Regions from separate parts of the Mus musculus genome. Here region 2 is linked to region 1. Evidence: chromatin contacts called from public promoter capture Hi-C data. All regions are on one chromosome and are shown on one strand. The core of a region is the stretch at or near the end of the contact, and the rest is flanking DNA. Distances in the headings are between cores, read along the strand shown.

The links. Promoter capture Hi-C pulls out the DNA fragments that hold promoters and counts their contacts.
Region 2: a promoter capture Hi-C map of hippocampal neurons shows a contact between it and region 1, with 4 times the contacts expected there. The contact joins the promoter of 9430024E24Rik here to the promoter of Garnl3 in region 1. A contact is called at or near these places in 4 of 39 promoter capture datasets (the 3T3-L1 cell line, 3T3-L1-derived adipocytes, hippocampal neurons and 1 more) and 1 of 115 datasets of contacts at active chromatin or transcription factors (stem cell-derived neural progenitor cells).

What each region holds. Positions count from the first base shown.
Region 1 is chr2:33,128,201-33,134,659 of GRCm38.p6, reverse strand. Garnl3 (GTPase activating RANGAP domain-like 3) reads left to right here and starts at 4,041. Exons shown (of 30, transcript NM_001355200.1): 1 at 4,041-4,236. The coding sequence starts at 4,145. It overlaps Ralgps1 (Ral GEF with PH domain and SH3 binding motif 1), which reads left to right. Exons shown (of 20, transcript NM_175211.5): 20 at 1-1,241.
Region 2 is chr2:33,715,829-33,721,618 of GRCm38.p6, reverse strand. 9430024E24Rik (a long non-coding RNA gene) reads left to right here and starts at 2,669. Exons shown (of 2, transcript XR_374262.3): 1 at 2,669-2,984; 2 at 4,811-5,790.

The DNA of each region.
Region 1 (6,459 bases), core at 2,792-5,291:
GCATCCAGAGCTTTGCAACCTCTATTGAATATTGCCAAAAGCACAGCTTCTCTTCTGTGTGACCCTTAAACTGTCCCTGTGTCATATTGATATGTTGGGTGATTTCATGTTATAAAACAAACAAAAAACCCACCCTGCACAAAGCCCTTTTGAAAGTGTATTTATTGCATAAACATTCATATGTCAAGTGAATACTTCTTATACCCCAGGCTCTACCCAGACTGAAAAAGGCTAGAAACAAGACAAATCCAATTTTGGCCTTTGTAGAACTTAACCAGTCAATGACCAAATAATTACCACCTCACAAGCCAACTTTGGCAAGACCCTATCTCTCCCCTACTCCTGAATACAATCGTGTGCATTGGTTCTTCCAGGAAGACCAGATTGAATGGAAATGTTGGGAGAGTAAGTTGCATTGAGGACTTGCTGGAGTCCCGACATGGGAGGCTGGCTGGCTCTAAGCAGCCAGATTCTGATCTGTGTTCAAGAATGGTTCCAGGGAAGACGCCAAAGGCAGGATGAGAGAGTAGGGTCTGAGTGCTTGCCGTACGCACAGCCCCCCACCCCGTTTACTCTGTAACTTCAGTGTTAATTCATATACAGTATGAGTGGGAGCTGCGTGTCCCTGGGAGCCGAGGACTTGGACTTTGGTCCATCTTGTAAGCTGCTGCTGCTGCACAAGTGTGTGTCCCATGGACAGCCCCAAATTGCCACTCACCGCAGCAAGGTGATAGGTCATCTGCCATTTTGGAAGGACTTTGACCATTCAGTAATGAAATAATAGTAATTCATTTATTAGTGAGGCATACTCTTTAATAAATTTTGTGCCAAAATGCATGGTTTCCCACTTAGCATTCAAAATGTTGTATAAAGAGTAGTTTTCAATTTCTTACATGTTCTTCCAAGTAAACTGAAAATGAGTTTTCACATCTTACTTTGTTTCTTGTTCAATCTGCTGCACCCCCCCCCTTAAGCTGTCTTTTTTTCCCAGCAGACCCTGCATGCAGTTGTGTGAGGACTTTTCTCTAACATTTGTAAATTGTCTCATCTGCAATAACCACTGAACATCATCCCTCCTTGGGAGTCTTTAGATTTTTGGTGAAGTATTTTGTTACCTCAGTCTTGTATCAAGTTGCTGTATTTTTCAGCTTGTTACACTGATAATAATTGTTTCACTAATTAAATACTTTAATGTACAGACATCTTTGTTTACTTTGAAATTAAATGTGTTTTCCAATGAATATCGTTCTATTTATTAGTGTCACATGCAGTCAATTTGACAGGCAGCTGCTGTGCTACATGCCTGGAGGAGCCCAGGGCTCTGCTGAGAGTAACTAGGATGTAAATATATAGGGAAAGAACAGGGACAATATTGTGGATCTCTTGGAGAGGAAGGCAGAGGGTCTGGGGATACCTAAGAAGACAGGGGGCCTTGAGAGTTTTCAGATCAGAAGTCGCAGAACATTAAGGAGGCTGTAGGAGTGGGGGGAGGGGGGTCAGGGAGACAGAGAGGACAGGATGCACATGGGGAAAAGCAGGCAACCCGAGATTACTGAGGGAGAGTTCCAGTCAAGGTGATAATCTGAAAAGATCTGTCAGGAGGAAGTCATGATGCATAAAGCAAACCCACTCCAGTTTGATTAGAGGTAAAGGAGAGAGGGAGAAAGCGAGGGAGGGAGTAAGGGAGGGAGGGAGGCAGAGAGAGAGCAAGCGCCAGCGAGCAGGAGCGCAGGAACTAGAGTAGATTGGGGATCTCAGTGGCAGCTCCCAGGCATACACACCCATTCTTGCTCCTGTCTCTGCTTGAATGAGACCAGAACCTTGTGATCGCAGTGAAAGAGCCCTGCTGCACAAATTAGCACACACCTACACTTTACCTGGGAAGAGGAACTCTCAATTGAGCAGCTTCCTCCATCAGATTAGCCTGTAGACAGGTCTGTGAGGGCTTTTGGTAGTGGTGGTGGGGTGCTGTGAAGGATCTAAGCCCACTGTAGGTGGTAGTATCCCGGGCAGGTGGTACTTGGCTAGATAAGAAAAGAAGGTGAGCAAGCCAGAGGAAAATCTGTTAAGTGCTGATTCAGTTCTTGAGTTCCTCACCCTTCCAGCTCCAAACTGTTGTACCTCGTTGTGGACTCCGCTTCAGCCAGGAAGACCCGCATCATCCAGGCACCCCTGAAGTGAGGAAGAGGCAACGTGGGCGGGGCTTGTGTAGGGCAGGGGAAGCTAAAGGGCTCTTGGGGCTGAATAGCCAAGGGACAAGAGACGCAGAATTGCTCCAAGTACAGACCTCAGTTTCTGCTTGGGACATTGAGCTCCTGCTCTGACTTCCCAGATGATGGGCTGTAGCCTGTAAGACAAATAAAGGCTTTCTTCCCTAAGGTGCTTTTGATCACAGCAACAGAAACTGAACTAGAAATAGATGGCAAAGCCATCCTTACTTAAACTCAGATGAATTTCCACACCCAACTACAGTGCAATGTTACAGAACTCAGATGATGCATCCGACTCGGGGAGGAAATGAGGGGTGGAGGTTAGAGCTGTCACAAAATTGGAAGGTTATGAATGAAAACCTGAACCCACAACTGGTAGACAACCAAAGCTCCCCTCAGCCTCACTGTGTCAGACCACAAACAGCCACCAGGAGACAGTAGTACCTCCTTTTGCTGACTGGTTAGATCCTGAGGTAGCGCAAACCTCATGGTGGACCCCAGTTCAGGCAGGAAGACCCGCACCATCCAGGCACTCCTGAAGTGAGAAAGAGGCGACATGGGCGGGGCTAGATAGGCGGGACTTGTAGGCGGGGAAGCTAGAGGGCTCTTGGGGTGGAATAGCCAAGGGACGAGAGAACAAAATTGCTCTAAGTACAGACCTCAGCTTCAAGAGAAAAGAGGCGGAGCTCCGGGGTTGGGGGCCATGCCTGTGGGCGGGATGTGGAGAAAGGCGGCCCCCAAAAGAAGGCGGTGCTACGATAGAAAGGACCAAGAGGTGCTGAGGTGAGGAGGGTCAGCAGAGAATCCAGCAATCGGAGCTGTGGAGCGGCGGGCCGATAGAGCGCTCTGTGCTGGAGGGGTAGGTGGGAAGGGCCTAGATCTGTGGGAATGGTAAGGAGCGGGAGTGATGGGCCGTGGACCCGACGAAGTTGAGGATCCAGTGGGCATTGGGAGCCTGCGTGCGCTACACAGAAGAACGGAGGGAGCGCGGGTAGAAGATCTTGGTGAGGCCAGTTCAGGAGGGGCGTGGCTGGAGCTGGTGTAGAGGCAGGGTGGGGCCTGCACTGGTCTGAGAAGGGCCGGAGAAACGGAGATCGTTAGCTCGGGGCGTGGCCTGTGCCCAGACTAGGGAGTGAGGTGGGTTTGGCTAAGAGATGGGGCGGGCCCTTGGCAAAGCTGAAGGGCAAAGGGACTGACTGGATAAGGGTTTGGGGTGGGGCCTGAGCCCACTGATAGGTAAGGCTTGGTACTTGGGGCGGGGCACGGGTGGAGCCTGAGCAGAGCTGAGAGGAGATCTGCGTGATTGGGGCGGGGCAAAGGCGGACAGGGGCGGGACCTGAACCTAATTCAAATAGACTGGGTTGGGGCGGTGAGGGGGCGGGGCCTAAACCCAGCTGAGTGGTGAGGGAGGATCTTCTAGATTAGGGGCGAGGCAGGGGGAGGGCCAAGGCCTCAAAAAGGACCAAAGGGAGTGGATTCGGTAGGAGATCAGGGAGGTTCCGGAGACTAGCTCCGGAGAGATGAGGCAAACTTCGCTAGGCTAGGGGCAGGGCTTAAAGCCAGAGGTTCGGAAGAGGCGTACCTGCTAGAATGGGGGCGGGGCAGAGGTGAGGCCTAAAGCCAGAGGCGTGGTTAGGCCGTTAGAGTAGGGGCGGGGCCTAAAGCCTCAGGCGTGTTCAAGGGACCTGATTAGAGTAGGGGCGGGGCTTGGACCCCGCGAATAGTCTGAGGGCGTGGTTAGGCTGGAGTTCGGGGCGGGGCCTGAGGTCCCAGGCTGGGCTGGAGTTTGGGGCGGGACAGAGGCGGGGCTTGGGTCCGGTGAGGGGTGCGGGGCGGGGCGTGGGCTGCGGCGCGCTAGCTGAGCGTCCGGCCGAACACCGCCGAGGCCCGAGCCCACCCGAGTGTGCCCGAGCCGTCGGCCCCCGCCCGGGGCGATGGAGCAGGAACCCGGCGGGGCTGCCGCTGCGCTCCTGCGGCAGAAGAGGGCGGCGCTGCGGCGCAGGGGGTGCAGCTTTGAGAGTCCCAGGTACCGTTGCCCCGGAGGGGTGCAGCCTCTAGGGGTGGGAGAGGGGAGTAGGCCACGTGGGGGTTGGCGGTGTGAGGGGACAGAGTGTGGCGAGGCCGCGGCGTGGGAGGGAGTCGGCGCAGAGCCCAGTAGAGCGGCCGGGCCACGCTGAGGGAGTGCCCAGCGGGAGGGCTAGAGACCTGTGTCCGGCCGGCAGATGATGTGGACGTCCGAAGCCTCGGCCCTGTGACAGGCCCTGCACACTACGGCTCAGGGAGGTCTTGGGCTGTGGAGAACGCGACCTGCCTGCTTCTAAATGCTCAAGGACAAGGTCGGAACCCCTAAGCCCCCAAAAGGACACCCTTTAGGCTTCTCTTGCTTTCTATAATCCATCCTCGCACCCCAAGTGCCTGGCCACCTGCTGCCTATGGCCCCGCCCATCTGTGGTTGGGGTGGGGGGCACCCTGCATAGTTCCTAGGTCCTTTCTCTTTCCCAGGTTGTCCGTGCCCCTCCCGGACTTACCTTCCTTAACTGGCGCCCTCCTGAGGAACCAGCCTGGCCGTAGGTGAAGCTTGGCTGCTGCCGGACACGCCCTTCCCTTTGCGGCTCTTGCCCATGCCTATCCCCGGCTTACTCCCACCTCCAAGGAATTCCTTGTAACTTGAAATGGGTCCTGCTTCCAGGTGGACTCATTCCTTTCAGAATGACTCCAGCACCACCATCTGGGCCAGATTTTCATCAGTATTCTGTAATAATGGCCTTAGGGAGGGTATCCTGAAGCCAACCCCCTTCCTCCTAGCCTACTGCTGCCTGCACCCCTGAGTTTTTAATTGCCATAGCATGGGTAGGGACGAGGAAGAGAAAAAAGATGTAGGACTCTAACCTCCACTGAGGTGGAAAAGAGAGTTCATTTGCTAAGGCACAAAGCAAACCAGCCAAGATCCTTAAAGGAAGGTGTGATGCCCTTAATTGGCCTTTCTCAGACTCAGTCCTTGACACACTGCTCCAGCAGTTCTGATGCTGTGTGGTAAGGACAGATATCAAGGCTGCTCTAGCCGCTGCCCTAGCCTCTTCCCCATCACCACAGCTGCCTCAAGCCTGGCCCATCACAGAGCCTGAAGGGCTTGGGCACTCCTCCCTCAGGCTGTAGAACTGCTCATCAATTCTTTTTGAAAGTCTTTCTTGAACTCTAGGCTTAGCTTTGTGTGATCAGCACCTGGGCATCTGCCAAGAAGGTTCTAAATATTTGTGTGGTGACCTGAGTGGAACATTTCCCTTCCATAGGAGACCCAGGCAGCTAACAATCTCTATGGCTTGAGCATGAAGAATAGGAAGAGGTATACCAAGAGACTGGAGCAAAGAGAATCTCTCAGGTCTGAGGCAGCCTGCTTAGGACAGTGCTGCTACAGAACTTCCGGACATGAAGGAATGGTTCTGTAATGCAGCCCATGCAGTCCGGGAGCCACAGACACCTGTGGCTGTGGAACACCTCGCCAAGACACCTGAGTGTTGAGTTGTGCTTAGCCTTCAATGCAAGTAACCACATTGATCCCAGCACTACCCCCTCAGCCAGCATTAATTAGCTTTCTCAGGCTCAGTCCTTGACACATCTGCTCCAGCAATTCTGATAAGAGCCTTAGGAGGACTGAGAAATGCGTACCATAGTGGACAGTGCTGGCATAAAAATTAGACTTCCTTCCCCTTTGTCTTCATGACCATATTCTTCAAGAACTGAAATGACTTACAAGCCTCCAGGTGTTTTTGTTCTCTGATACACCATGACATTATCTAGTGGCTTGTGAGATAATTAGGATTAGCTTTTTTTTTTCTTTTTTTCTTCTAAAAATAATTTATTGAATGAAATTTGAAAATGCAAGAAGAACATAAACAGGATAATTAAATTATTTTGATGGTAGTATTGATGATATATAGTCTCATATAGCCCTGGTTGGCCTGAAATTCACTATGTAAATCAGGCTGTCCTGGAACTCACAGAGACCTGCCTGCCTCTGCCCCTTAAGTGCTGGGATTAAAGACCACCACACCCAGTGGATAGTTTATTGATTCATAATCCCACTATAGATATAATTGGCCTTTTCTCCATGAATATTTATCATTTTAATTGACTTTTCACTCAGCACATCATAAACCCTGGAAGCAATCCTTACATATTCCTTAAAAATTTTTTTTCAGTTGCTGTGTGATCTCCTACTATATGGATGTCTAACTATTTTTAGCCTATC
Region 2 (5,790 bases), core at 1,420-3,919, 590 kb before region 1:
ATCAAGGGGAAGGAGGTGCTGTCTGGATGCTGTTTAGAGATGATAAAATGAGTGTTGTCAGCGTAGCCTTGCTGCTAGGGATTCCTAGACTTGGCAAATGTAGAAACTGAGGCCCAGGTGATGCCGGGAGATCCCATCAAACCAAGAGCAGTGGCCCACACATCCTCAACTGCAGCACCTAAAGATAGCCCAGACGACGTCATCTGAAGGGAGGCTTCCCATTGTAGAGGTTCTGGAGACAGACAGCTCCTGAAGCCAGGCAGCTCAGGCCTGCCCTCTCCTCCTAATGTGACCCAGACCCAGGAACTCCAGGGTAATAACAATCAGCCACTCCGAGATTTTTCTGATGGAGTGAGTGAGGTCAGGCCCCGTTATCTGCTTGGACAATAGACAGAGTGCTGGAATGGGCTGTCCAGAAGAAGACACTGACTGACCTGAGGTAAATCCCTGACTCCTCCACTGTGGGTAGGAGGGGGGTCTGGAGAGATAAGGTCCATGACTCCCCCACGTACACCTATGCACACAGGTACACTCTGTTCACCAGCCCATCTTGCTAGACAATCCCAGCTCCTGTTTGAAATCTATTTTCAAGCTAAACTGAAATCAGATAGACTTACTCAAAACTGCAGGACCCCAGCACAGGACTCTACTGCCTAAAGGAGGCTCCAGGGTGGGTCCCTCTAGTACCAGGAGTCCCTTTTAGATCCCCAGAGAAGAGGCACTTCATGGCTGTATAGGAACCAACCCAGTCCCTCAAGTAGCTGTGGGGTGGGTTTCTGATCCTTTCCTATAAAATGAGGACTATTCTAGCACTGGATAGCCTGGGTGAGGGCCCATTGCTCCCAGTCGGAACACACTAGATCTCTGGGCTAAGCACACATGGCCTGGTGCCAGCCCTCATGAGACCCCACGGGGATGCTTCTGACCTCACTTGCGCTACCATGAATCTAGGGCTCTCAGGACTTCTCACGCAGAAAGCCGAGCAACATGGGGCTTCTTTAACAGATGGAAGACAAATCTGCTGTCTGCATGCTGCTGACGTGCGTTTGGAAAGATGCCAGCCCACTGTGGAGTCCCCGTCCTCACTGCCCGAGAGTCCCACCCCTTGCCAGCAGGGCAGGGCTTGGATAAGTTAGATTCTTGATCCTCAGCTTCTGCATCAGTGAAATGAGTAGTTAACTGTCCTTGCTTTGAAAAGATGTTTAGAAGGTTAAGCAGACATGTCTCTGCTTTTTGGTTTCTACCTGTACATCCCCAAGTCTCAATTTACCCTGTTGGAAAATGGGCTCAGTAAAAGTCCTTCCAAGGTTTTTTATTTCCAGGGTATGGATAAACAAATAGCACACCACTTTAGACCTTTATGCCCTCAATAAATAGGACCGTTGGAAACCTCAGGCCTGTACCCCTAAGAGACTATGCCTGGAATCCCAGAGTCACATAAGGACCTGGATCCCCAAGTCTGAGAGCCGAAAAGCTAGCGCTTCTGGGTGACTTGACTCCTGTCCAGGTAAAAGGCATAGAGGCAAGACCACCCCCCTGGCTGGTCTTTGGGGTCCTCTCTGCTCCAGAGGCCAGGAGAAAACACTCAGCCTTTGACACCATCCAGAAAATAAAAATGTCCCAGGCTTCTAATCCTTTCCTTCAGCAACTCACAGGGCTCTGAAACACAGCCAAGACCCCGGACACAGTGTGAATATCCAAGCCAGCCTGGCGAGCGCCTGCAAAGCTAGCCTGGAGGCACCATGCCTCCAAGCAGTGGTCTTGATTGGACCCAGCCTCGCCGGGTCCATACATGGAACCCTGGCCTGACTGTTCTGCATCATCACTTGCCTCCTGGAGCCCAGCCTGTGGGGCACCCCAGGAACCTGACTGCCTTCCCAGATAGGGCTGATCCCTGCCCCCACTCCCTCCCACCCCCAGAAAAATATTTGGAATATGGTCTTTGACTGGAGTGAGATTAATCCCCCTTCCCTGACAGTGTCTCTGGGCACGTGTTTTTATAACCTCCCTTTCAAACGAGAACCATTTGTCGTTGGGAGGCTGAGGAGGCCCTGCCCGGCCTGCTGGCCCAGGCATCACCAGCACCTGATTGAATGTCACCGGCAGTGCAAGGGGGCAGGGCTGGGGTGAGGGCAGCATGTCCCTTGTTGGTCCCTGCCCTAGCCATTGACAGAAGATTATGCGGTCTAGTCCTGACTTCTTCCTGATCACAATATGCTCTTCAGTTGGTCACTTTGCCTCTCTGAACCTCACTTTCCTTGCCTGACAAATGGGCGAGGTGGTGGCCCACACACCCCGAGGGATGTGCCCAGGCCTACTTTGGGAAATTGTAGATTCTCAATGTTTAATAAAGCAATTGAACACAGTCTTAGCTCCTGGTAGAAGGGCAAAGTGCTCTGGCTAGAACCTTCCAGGGGCTGCAAAAAAAAAAAAAAAAACAAAAACAAAAATCAAACAGTATGGCTTGAGTCTAGTTCTACTTCCAGACTCACCACGAGAGGTGGCCCTACAAGAAAGAAAGCAGAGGGCTTTAATGTACAGAGAAGGCTGAGTTTATAGGTGTAAGCATGCAGGCTCTTTAATTAACTCTGAGCCCTTGGTCTGTGGCCTCCTCTCTCAGCATAGCCCTCCTCCTCCCCCACAACCCCAGGTCCTGTTTGAAGTTTGCAAAAAAAAAAAAAAAGAAAGAAAAAAGAAACCCTTCACACCATCCCTCCTTGCTGAAGCTAGCTACAGACCCTCAGGGCTCAGCTGGGAGGGATTTATTGGAGAATTTCAATCATGGGGTCTTGGCTCAAACTTGTTGCTTCCCTCAAAAAATCTGCCCAGAAGTTTGATTACATGTGGGATTGGGGCACGAGGGGCCAGTCTGATGATCTCGCAATTCAGAATTCCACCTGGGCCTCTGGGAGTGTTGCAGCCCCGAGAGGAAGAGAACAGGACACAGGACAGCCAGCGAGAGCGGGTTCTGACATGATGCGGAGGTACTGGGACTTGGTGGACTAAAGGAACTGCTTAGAACCTAGAGTTCTGCACTTGCTTAGGAAGTATGAAATACTAGATTCCAACCCTAGCATTGGGGGGCTGGGGGGGGAGATGAGAAGAGGAGAGGAGGAGGGTAGTTCCATCTTGGTCTTCTCCCACAACAGAGACAGGTCTGTACAGGTGCCTGAGTTCTGTATGACAGCTTCTTGCTGGTCCCTTGCTAGGGAAAGTGGGGGGAAAGGTCTGAGCTACATAATGAGACAACCGAACCTGGTGACATGCCGATCTTCCTAAGCTGCGGCTTGGCTCCCCCAAAGGCATTCCCTTCTCAGACTCGGAGCCCACGCCCTTCCACGGGAGCCCAGCCAAGATACAGCAGACAGGGAGCCCCTGAGTGCTCACTTTCTCCCCCTCTGGGCACGGTTGACTCTTTCCATTTCTCCGCAATGCCTCTGCAGTGATGGATAAGCTGTGGTCCCAAGAGATGCAGCCCAGGGGACCACAAACATCTTTTGGTTTCTCATGTCGGCCTCCCACTTCTTGCTTAATAAGTGTGGAAAGAGGCACAAACAGAAATTCCCTGGGCTTCCCATGACTAACGAGATGACCACATCAGGCGACAGTGCTTGGGCATAAAGGTCCCCAGAGCGAGGTGTCCGATTCCCTCCCAAGACGCTTCTCCAACTGCGCTTTGAAGCGGGAGCCCAGGGCCTCCAGCAGGCTCGGGTGGGCCAGTGGGGCTGAGCTCTGGGCCTCCCCTACCCCGTGACGCGCACAGATTGCCCCAGATAAAGGACCCTCGGCGGCTTCACCCAACTTCTGCTGAATCGTGCTTTTCAGAAACTCTTTTCACGTGTTTTCACTTCTCTGGCCTCTTTGTTGAAAGATGTAAAAATTTCAAACCACCACAAAGTAAACATTTCAAAACCCTCGCTTTTCAAAATCACTCACATTTAAAAAAAAAAAAAAAAAAAAAAAAAAAGGAAAGAAAGAAAGAAATCCCTTGAATTCCATCTCTGCTCCACCACTGCCACCCGAAACCTTTCTTTTGCAGAATGTGGAACTGGCGTGTTTTTCATTAATCTCGAAACAGCGCAGGTAACGCCGATGAGTCCGCTGGGTTTTACAGGCCGGAAGTAGCTTTGTTACTCGGTAGATAGATTAGATAAGTGGCTGTCTTGTCAGAATAAGCAGGTTTTCTTTATTACGGCACAATCCTAATGAACTCATCTGCTTCTAATATTTATAAAGAGAAGAGAGGCCATTAATTCTACTGCTTGTGAATAAAACCATCTGGGACCTCTCTCCATGTGATGGGTTTTGGTTTTAATATACATTTTTCACAAATAAGCGCAGAGATTTTTTTTTTCGGTGCGAATGTCACAATTCGGGATCTCATAAAGAAAGAATGCAAAGAGGGGTTGGGGGGGAAACGGAATATTTTGTTAGCTAAGTAATTTCTCACCTTGCAGAGAGAAGGGGACATCAGAGCCAACTTTAGCACATTAGGTGACGGGCTCGCCGGCTGGACGCTAATGCAATCCGTGGTGTGTTACAAGGCTAACCGCGTCCGTTTTGAAGTTTGTTTTCCTTCGGGAATTACACAGTTCGTTTAACCTAATCTGTCCTGACACTTGAATTATAATATTATGTGCTTCTTCAGGGAAGTGAAACAGTAGTTGCCTGCCTAAAAGCAGAGCAGAAGTTAATAAAGTGGGCAAAATGTCAAGGAAAAAGGCTAATCGAATCATAGTGTCGTTCTCTAGAGAAAATACAGTCAAGTTGTGTTTTGTTTTGTTTTGTTTTTCTCTCTCTCTCTCTCCAGTGGAAATCTTGGACGCCTAATGACATATTTCTACCCAGGAAGAATTTTGAATTCCGAAGGCACACTTGATTAAAACCCCAAACCCTGAGCAGTTGCTGATGGAACCACCCGACACTTTGACTTCTGGGTGTCAGTGCTTAATTAAAATATTCACCCAGCTGCTCTTCCCTTGCCAAGGGGACCCAAAGGAATTAAACCAATAAGCTTAATTCCGTTAGGTCACCTGCCTGTGTATACAGAGACATGGAAGACCATTTACCAGTTCAGAAATAAAGTGTCAGATCCACCCAGCAAACCCAGCGTGGACCACACAGCAAACCAGTCCCCGAGATGGACAGCATCACCCTCTGCCATCTCCGTTTCCAGCTTGGAACACACGCAGCTATTTTTAAGGTCTCTTCCAGTATGACCAAAGTGACGCACTAGTCAATACAAGGATTACTATGCCAAGATTGATTTGCGTGTTGTTTATAAAACACACAGCTTTTACTGACTCCTCCAGGCTATGTTTGTGTCTCAAAGATGTAAATACTATTGTTATGGGGCCATTCCACTTGACGGATGAAGAAACTGAGGCCGAGTGATGAAGGCCCCAAATGGTCTGCCTTGTTTAACAGAGCCTGCTAAACCCTCGCTACCTAGAACGGAGAGCTTTGTGACATTTTAATCTTTGCTTTAAATGTTGACCTATTTGCCATCTGCCACACACACACACACAGCATGCGGCATTGAGACGGCTCAAAGGCTAGGAGTCAGCACCATTGCTAGCCTGCCCTCGGCCTCCTCTTCTTGTCCTGCAGGTAAGCTTTGGACAATTTCTCATGACCCCCACCTCCTGAAAGTAGAGATCAGCAGATAGGTGCACGTCCTCTGGAGTACACACAGAACACAGCTAGTGAACAGCCCTGCAACTTACATTTGCATTTAATAATATATGGTAGGGTGGCATCTCCATCTCTCTGCTAAGTCTGCAAGCCATC